Regions from separate parts of the Pan troglodytes genome. Here region 2 is linked to region 1. The links are chromatin contacts, called in public Hi-C maps. All regions are on one chromosome and are shown on one strand. The core of a region is the stretch at or near the end of the contact, and the rest is flanking DNA. Distances in the headings are between cores, read along the strand shown. Region 1 holds the start of ARHGAP31 (Rho GTPase activating protein 31). Region 2 holds the start of TMEM39A (transmembrane protein 39A).

Region 1 (4,401 bases), core at 1,223-3,722:
GAACTCTTACAAACTTGAACCCAACTTAACATGAAGCAGGGATCAAAATGTCCATCAGGCCATTCCAGGTTGAAAATCCTATGATGCCAGAGGCATTCGGGGAAATTCTAAGTAAAGCATAGAAGAATCTCAGGGCTATGTTAAGGTCACTAACTGGCCTCACTGCTTCACCTAGACAGCCCTGTTTTTCAACAAACTACAACTGCCGGGTTTGATGGTGATTATGGGGATTTTGTACATAGCTAAAGTTATACTATGAAGTATTTTTGAAGTATTTTGAGAATTACTTGTAAATTATTGTTTGCATGCTTAACTGATAGCCTTCATTATGAGAAAGACCATATTTAATAAAAATTGTATGTAATTTAAAAATTAATTCAGACTTGAAGAAAGTGTTGATTGATTAATATTATTGTATCAATATAAACTTTCTAATTTTGATAACTATACTCTCATTGTATAAGATATTAATATTTGGGGAAGTTGGGTGAAAGGTATATGGGAATTCCTTGACTATTTTTTTGTAAATTTTTTTTTTTTTTTTTTTGCGACGGAGTCTCGCTCTGTCGCCCAAGCTGGAGTACAGTGGCACCATCTCGGCTCACTGCAAGCTCCACCTCCCGGGTTCACACCATTCTCCTGCCTCAGCCTCCCAAGTAGCTGGGACTGCAGGCGCCTGCCACCACCATGCCCGGCTAATTTTTTTGTATTTTTAGTAGAGACGGGGTTTCACCGCGTTAGCCATGATGGTCTCGATCTCCTGACCTCGTGATCGCCCACCTCGGCCTCCGAAAGTGCTGGGATTACAGGCGTGAACCACTGCGCCTGGCCTGTAAATTATTTATAAGCTGGAATTACTTGAAAATGAAACATTAAAAGGAAGTTTTAAAATATTTAAAAAGGTAATTAACAGGGCTTGGCAATTTCTCCATTATTTGCACTCAGAAAAGGGGCTCTTTCAGCCTCTCTCTTTTGCTGACAAGATGATGAAATCCACCACGTAAGTCAGATGAAAGAATGAATGCAAAAGTCCTTGCTGAAGTAAACTGCTAAGCAAATGCTAATAGTGATCATTATAGTCCCATATGGAGCTGCTTCTCTATAAATAAAGGGAGGAACAAGCCATTGTACCAAATACCTTATCAGATACTCTCCAAGCAGTTTACAAAATGCTTAGAAATTGCTGCCCTAAAAGTAGGACTCGGGGAGCTATTGAAAGGTTTTCAGCAAGGCAGGCAGGCATATAACAACAGCAATCCTTCAAGATGACTCCTCAAGCTTTTAATACATAGGATGGAGGAAGTGGAGGAGATTGGACTCAACAAATCCCACTAGGAGTTACTTTAATAATTGAGGAGTGGATGGTCCTCATTGAGTGGGCCTGGAAAGGAATAAACCAAGCTGAGAGGCATGGTGAAGAGCTCATCGTCTGGGCGGGACTACCTTGCAGGTGGGAGAGGAAGGAGACAAATGAGTCTGTGGTTACTTGAAGACATTTCACCAAGATGACTGGGGCAAATGCTTCTCAGTGTCACTGAGAGATGGAAAATGAAAAACAGGAAAGACAATTCATAGAGGTTGGGCTGCAAACTCAAGTGGCAGCAGAGGCCAGGCAGGTGCAAAAGGGGGAAGACAGGCCGTGGGGTCTGCAAAACTGCAAGAGTCGTCTCTCTAAAGAGGGTGCCTCCAAGGGGCCTGCCACAACTCAGCATCAGCCGTCCTTGCCATATGGGAATGCACTTGTGGTGTAACTAGATCTTCCATTTTTTCAAGAGAAGCCAGAAATTCAGATCTTATGTGAAATCTCTTAACTTTTTAATGCTAGCTACTAATTTTAAAACGTGTTAAAGCATGGTGTCTGCCAGCCAAGTACATCTATGGGCCAGATCTGGCAGGCTGGCTATCAAGTTGTGACCTCTGACATAGAGAAAATGTCAAGGGTCAAAGTTCATAGACTGTTAAGGTGATACATAGAGAGACAGTGACTGTAAAGGGATTCAGTACCTAAAATGCTACGGATGCAGCTTTGCCAGCAATCTGAGCTGTATGACATATGCCCCTATCCTTCAAGCCTGTATATGGATTTGAATTTATACAGGAAGTTTCATCTAATCCTCAAATGGTTAAATCACAAGAATTTGAGTGCTTTCTGTGTGTTGAGTACACAGAAGTTAAAGAATTTAAAATCTAACTGGAGAAGAAAAAAACATGCCCTCTTGAAACAACTTGAAACAAATTATGAAAGAACCTGGGAGACTGCTTTCTTCACATTTCATGTGTCAGAGGCATCTTAAATCCTGGTTTGTCCCCCCCAAATCACTTCCATTTAGAAAACTTTGCAGTAGTGTGTGTGTGTGTGTGTGTGTGTGTGTGTATGTATGTGTCTTGAATATGTAACCAGAAATCTGATTTCCTGGGCAGTGGTTACAAAGCTGCAGCCTCTCTTTGCCCAGGGGTATCTTTACCCCAGCGTGGGAGGGGAGTGAGCTGAGGTGGGGGTGCACGAACGCTGCAGAGGAGGTTGGGATGGGAGTGGCCGGCGTGAAGCCACTGCCTGTCAGGTTTCTCCGCTGGAGTCCCCTGTTTGTCTCTGTCATTACTCTTTAAGTATTTGCGTAGCAGACAGGCGGGCACCGAAATAGAAAGTGTCAAAGATACGATGACAATGAGGATAAAACCAGGGCAGAGGGTTCTGAAAGTCCCAACCAGCACGGTCCCCGCAGAATGCCAGCGCACCTCCTCCCGCCACTTCAAAGAGCCGGCTCGGCGGGGCAGGAAGCGGCGGCTGCGGCTGCGGGTCCTGCGAGGAGAGCGCGATTTCCTCCGGGGCTGCCCAGTTATCTCTGGAGTCGCAGAACTGCTCTCGGGAGAACGCGTTCTCTACCCCAACCCCGTGCTCCTCAACCCACCCACCTACTTCCTCTAGCTCCACACACTCACAAGCACCGAGCTGCCAAAAATTTCCACCCTCCGCCCCCCTCCCTAGCTAACTTCCTTCCAGCATTTCCTGAGCTGGATGATCCTAGGATTTGTAAGACAGGAAAAAAAGGAAGGCGTGAGGGCGGGCAGCAGGGACAGGATGCTTGTTTTTCGCTCTACCAAAGTCGTCTGAAGGCGAGACAGCGGGCCCAGGGCGCAGGACCCACCGCAGCCCCCTGGGCAGTCTCCTCGCCCCGCGTCCGCGTCCTCTCCGGGGCACTTAGGAAGGCGGGGGGAGAGCTTGCCCTCCCTCCTAAGCGGAGGAGAAACACCCGAAGACACCGCAGGAGCCTGTGAAAGTCCCTAGGACTCCGAGTGAGGAAGTGACACTCCCAGGCGAGCCGGCCCGCGGCTGCCAGTCTGCACGGCCTCGGCACGGCGGCCCCGGAGCGGCGCAGGGTGGATCTCAGGCTCTGCCGGCCCGCGGCCCGCGGGGTCCATGCGCAGGGCCCCCAGCCCAAGTTCTTCCATCTTCCGATGCGGCCCCCCCGAGCCGCGGGGCAGCCGGTGATCTAGCCCGGGAGCCCATCTTACAGCGGTGCCAAGCAGAGGGGCGGCAGAGACGGAGGGGCAGCCTCTTTGGGACTAACTCATGAAGAACAAGGGTGCTAAGCAGAAGCTGAAACGAAAGGGAGCCGCCAGCGCGTTTGGCTGTGACCTGACGGAGTATCTGGAAAGCTCGGGACAGGATGGTAATGTGCCTTGGCCTTTCTCCCCCGCCCCCCCACCTTCTTTTTGTTTGAGGGAGAGACGGACTCTCTCGAGTTGTGTCAGAGTCGGTTCACAAGTTAATGTATTCCAGGCCTGTGCGCTCATTGCACTTTTTTTTTCTTTTTTTTTTTTAAAGAACACAAACGATTCTTAAGGTGCACAGCGCTGCTGTCCCGACGCGCAGAGGCTGCTGTGTCAGTCCTTCCGTTTGCCTCACACAAGCTGTTAATGGGTGGTACTGCCGCAAGTTTACCGGGCCACCTCAGGGGATGGGGGTGGAAGCTGCAGAGGTCCCAATCCTAAACTTGGCACGTTGGAAGGGAGGGAGGAGGGGTGGACATGTGGGATGGTGATCAGTGGTCTTCCCTGGGTACAAAATCATGACCGCCTTAGCTGTCCCTCCTGGGCTCTCCAATTTCGTCTGCTCACATCTTTTTTTATTAATGTGTTAGAAGGCAGTTGCGGGTGGGGGGTGGGGGAGGATCCTGGCTGGGGGAGTGGTTGCACAAACATTTCTGAATTTCTGAGCTGATGCCAAATATATAGTACCTCCACCCCCTTTCCACAACCCCCTCCCCGCCCTGCAAGACCTTTTCCCTCCTCTTGGCTTTCAGATTAACATTTGGTGTGTCAGACAAGAAGAGTGTTGTAAAAAGGTCAGAGGGCCTCGATTTTTAAATAGTTTAGGGTAAGTAGAGAAAAGGAAAACTT
Region 2 (4,401 bases), core at 726-3,225, 170 kb after region 1:
ATAGATAAAAAGGGGATAACAAGAATTTAGATGATCACAAAATAAAGAATGGGACTGCTTTCACTTTGTGGGCCCCATTTCACATCTTTTTACCTCCAAAGTATTTTGGAATTCTGAATTTTGTCTTGAAGGGCAGGATTTCTACCTCAGTGTCAAGAATAAATCTCAATAAGCAAATATCTGAATGACATGATGACTTTTATGTTAGTCTTACTGATCAAAGGACATTAAAATTATATATAGCCTTATTTTTTCTTTACCTGTTTCTCAAGCCTGTTCCATTGCCACAGCCTCCACCAACCAAAGTCTGCAAAGAAGGTAAAGCTGAACGGCTTAGCTGTTGCCGACTAGGGCCCCTCCTTCCACCGGGCATGTCCAGGAACCAGTCTGCTTCCAGTGCCACCTGTAGTTGCAACCCAGGTTAATGGTTGTCAACCAGTTTCAACTCTGAACGACAACAAAAACATTTAAATATCAGTAGACGATTTTTAAAGTAGGCAACAAAACAACGAGAAACACTGAGTAAGCAGGCCTTACAAAATAAGATTTTCAAACGAATGTTCCCAGTGTCTACTACTTACGTTATTCGAATTAAAGGACTACTCAGACTCTAATGGGTCAAAAGCCTAAGTTCTGATCTAAGCTCTGTTCAGCTTTAGGCAAGTGATGATTTGTGTCTTTTGCCAACTGATTTGTATCATCTGTAAGATATTATAATCAAATAGAAGTTTACAAGAAACATCACACCTTATACATTTCCAGCTAAATGTTTCACACTTAAACTACTTGAAATATAGAAGAATTGGCACTTTATAAAACGTTAGGTTTTGTTATCAAGGGATATGGCTTGTGAGCTCAGATGGTCACATATTATCTGACCTTATCCGGATAAGTTAACTTCTGAGTGTGTTCTTCTGAGTGTGTTTCTTCAAGGGGGGGGCGGGGGGGGAGTGTCCCCTGTTCTGCAGAGGTTGTCAGGACTGAGGAAGTGGAATGAAAGGGTACCAGTAGTTCTTTTAACAGTTTAAAAGTAAAACTGTTCGAGTGGTATCTCTATATGTTAGGGTTAAAATATTGAAAGAAACTCTTCAAGGGGATGCCCGCTCCAGAAAAGCTGGTGTAAAATCATATAGAAATTACTGAAACTGCAAGATTAAGAAGCAAGTAAAAGATAAAGATCCTCACTGGAAAAAAAAAAAAAAAGCTCTTTTCATCATTCTACGGCAAAAATCATGATTCTGTCAACATGGATACCAATGTTTCCTAAACAATACAACTAAAACCCAAGGATGACACTGGAAAAAACCCGTGTTTTCAAATGCTCCCTATTCCTAACAGCCTTCGGCTGTAAACTAACCCCAAGTCAAACAAAGCATTCAAACCGCTGGATGCAGGGGCTGCTGGTCCTTGCTCCATTAACAAGCAAAGGGAAAGAAAAGTGCAGGGAAAAAACCGGGACGGAAGAGGTGAGAGTATGCGGTGTGGTGGACTGCAGGAGACCACAAACTTCAACAGACTGGTCCCTAAGAGAAGTCGGCAGAAAGGTAGACAAAGCAGTCTCCGCCGCACACCCAAGAGGGCCGAGGCAGGTCCAGGACAGCCGGACCTTGGGGCAGCTCAGTAATACTCACGCATGGAAGAGTCCCAGCCGGTGGGGCGGGATCCCTAGAAAGCGGCGACAACTTTACAGACTGGACCCCAGGTAAGGGAACTCCCTCCCAGCGTTGGAACGCTGCAAACCAGCTGCTTGGACGCAGGCAGCCCCCGCCTAGAGAATCAAGAAAAGGTGTCCAGGCTTCGGGCTGCCAGACTCAGACCCAGACTCCGAGGCAGTTCCAGTGCCAGAGCTAAAGCTAGAGCCAGAGCCTGATACTTCAGCACCCATCCCTAGCCTCCATTACCGCGGAGCTGAGCAGACGTGGCAGCGCACGGCGATGACGTCAGCTACGCGACCGCGGTCTGCCCCAGCCGCGAGTGCGCCCCCGGAACCAGCCGGCACGACAAACCCTACCATTTGCACCTGCGCAGTGGGGCGCGCCTTCTCCTCTTAACTCGCGGTCCCGCCCCTTCCGGCCAGTGTTGGCCAAAGCATTTCCTCTTTCGGCCTCAGTCAGCTAGCGGCTACGAGGTGCGGGCACCATGCTACTGATCCTTCTTGCTGTCTCTTGGACTCCATGTAATAACCATGTACAAGTTATCACCGCCATTTTACAGATGAGTGTAGATTAGGAGGTGTCACCTAGGGTCACGTTACTGCTAAGTGAGGGAGCCCAAGTCATGAAGTCATGCGTCAGCATCCAACCCTGCGCTTATTGTTTGCTAAGAACTAGACAGATGCTGTGGTTACAAAGCGAATACCACAAAAGCTCAGAGTCTAGTGGAAGAGAGGCGACACTAAGAAAATACAGTAATTACCATTTGTTACAATATTAAAAGTATGTCCAAGGTCCAGAGATAGCATGTAACACTAATGAATTCTGTGGGATGGTGGTGATGTCAATATCAAGAAAAGCTTTGCAGAGAGCTTGGGGTTTCAGCCAAGACTCCACAAAGGCATAGGGGCTTTGTGGGAGAATGGCAGTCCTCCTGGAGAAGTGGCAGATAAAAAGGTAAAGATCTGTGAGCAACGTCATCTTGAGTTCAGGAATTGACAATAGTTTGGTATTAGAAGAAGAGTAAGAGTGTCAAGAGGAGCATTTGTGTAATCTTTCACTCCAGAGATTTTAATCTCCTTAATAGAAAGTTGTTTGTATTGATTGAATGATTAACCTTTATTAAGAATTTTGTTGTGTCAGGCACTGGATTAGTAGCTTTACACATTTCATTTAAATCTCACATTTTGATAGCTTCTACTATGGTTATTATTTTACAGAAGAAACTGAAGTTAAGAGAAGTTAAGTAGCTTGTTGAAAATAGCCTGCCTGGCCAGGCAGGGTGGCTCATGACTGTAATTCCAACACTGGGAGGCCAAGGCAGGAGGATCGCTTGAGCCCAAGAGTTTGAGACCACCCTGAGCAATATAGTGGAACCTTGTCTCTACGAAAAAAGTAAAAAAATAAATCGGGCATGGTGGCTCACACCTGTAGTCCCAGCTACTTGGGAGGCTGAGGTGGGAGGATCACTTGAGCCCTGGAGGTCAAGTTTGCAGTGAGCCGAGATTGTGCCACTGCACTCCAGCCTGGGCAACAGAGAGAGACCCTGTCTCAAAAATAATAATAATCATAATAGAAAAAAAAGAAAATAGCCTGGCTAATAAGAGCCAGAACCAGAATTTAGAGCCAGAATGACTGATATTGAAACCAGTAAAGTTGCTAATATTCCCAAATATTCCTAATGTCCTAATGTACCACAGAGCTGTCACTTAGGAATACACACAAGTCTCCAACTTAGGATGGTTTGACTCACAATTTTTCAACTTTATGATGGTGCAAAACCAACACTCATTCAGTAGAAACTGTACTTCCAGTACTCGTACAACCATTCTGTTTTTTTTTTCATTTTTAAATACAGTCATGTGTCCCATAATGATGTTTCAATGAAAGACCACATAAATGATGGTGAGCCCATGAGAGTATAATAAAACTGAAAAACTCCTATTGCCTAATGATGTAGCTGTCTTTATGTTGTAGTGCAATGTATCCTGGTGTACACAAACCTGCACTACCAGTTGTATAAAAGTATAGCACATACAATTATGTACAGTATAACATACTAAATAATGATAATAAATTACTTTGTTACTGGTTTATATATTTACTATACTATACATTTATTGTTATTTTAGATTGTACTCCTTCTACTTATTTTAAAAAAATGAAAGTTAACTGTGAAACAACCTCAGGCAGGTCTTTCAGAAGGTATTCCAGAAGAAGGCATTGTTATCATAGGAGATGGCAGTTCCATGTGTGTTCTTGCCCCTGAAGATCTTCCAGAGGGACAAGATGTGGAGGTGAAAGATGGTGATATTGATGATCCTGACCCTGCATAGGCCTGACCCAAACACACACGTGTGTGTTTGCATATTAGTTTTCAACAAAATAGTTTAAAAAGTAAAAAACAAAATAAAACATTTTAGAAATAGAAAAAAGCTTATAGAATAAAGATAGAAATAAAGAAAATAGGTCGGATGCAGTGGCTCATGCCTATAATCCCCGCACTTTGGGAGGCCAGGAGTTTGACAGCAGCCTGGCCAACATGGCGAAACCCTGTCTCTACTAAAAATACAAAAATTAGCCAGGTGTTATGGTGTACACCTGTAATGCCAGCTACTCAGGAGGCTGAGGCACGAGAATTGCTTGAACCTGGGAGGCAGAGGTTGCAGTCAGCTGAGATAGCACCACTGCACTCTAGCCTGGGCAACAAAGCGAGACGGTCTCAAAAAAAAAAAAAGAAGAAAGAAAG

Evidence for each region. A called contact is a pair of places that touch in the nucleus more often than the background predicts.
Region 2: a Hi-C map of stem cell-derived neural progenitor cells shows a contact between it and region 1, with 4 times the contacts expected there. The contact joins the promoter of TMEM39A here to the promoter of ARHGAP31 in region 1. A contact is called at or near these places in 1 of 7 Hi-C or Micro-C datasets (stem cell-derived neural progenitor cells) and 1 of 1 datasets of contacts at active chromatin or transcription factors (stem cell-derived excitatory neurons).

What each region holds. Positions count from the first base shown.
Region 1 is chr2:122,593,503-122,597,903 of NHGRI_mPanTro3-v2.0_pri, forward strand. ARHGAP31 (Rho GTPase activating protein 31) reads left to right here and starts at 2,473. Exons shown (of 12, transcript XM_001162142.7): 1 at 2,473-3,671. The coding sequence starts at 3,572.
Region 2 is chr2:122,768,642-122,773,042 of NHGRI_mPanTro3-v2.0_pri, forward strand. It overlaps TMEM39A (transmembrane protein 39A), which reads right to left and starts at 1,976. Exons shown (of 10, transcript NM_001246435.1): 1 at 1,902-1,976; 2 at 1,632-1,768; 3 at 261-403. The coding sequence starts at 373.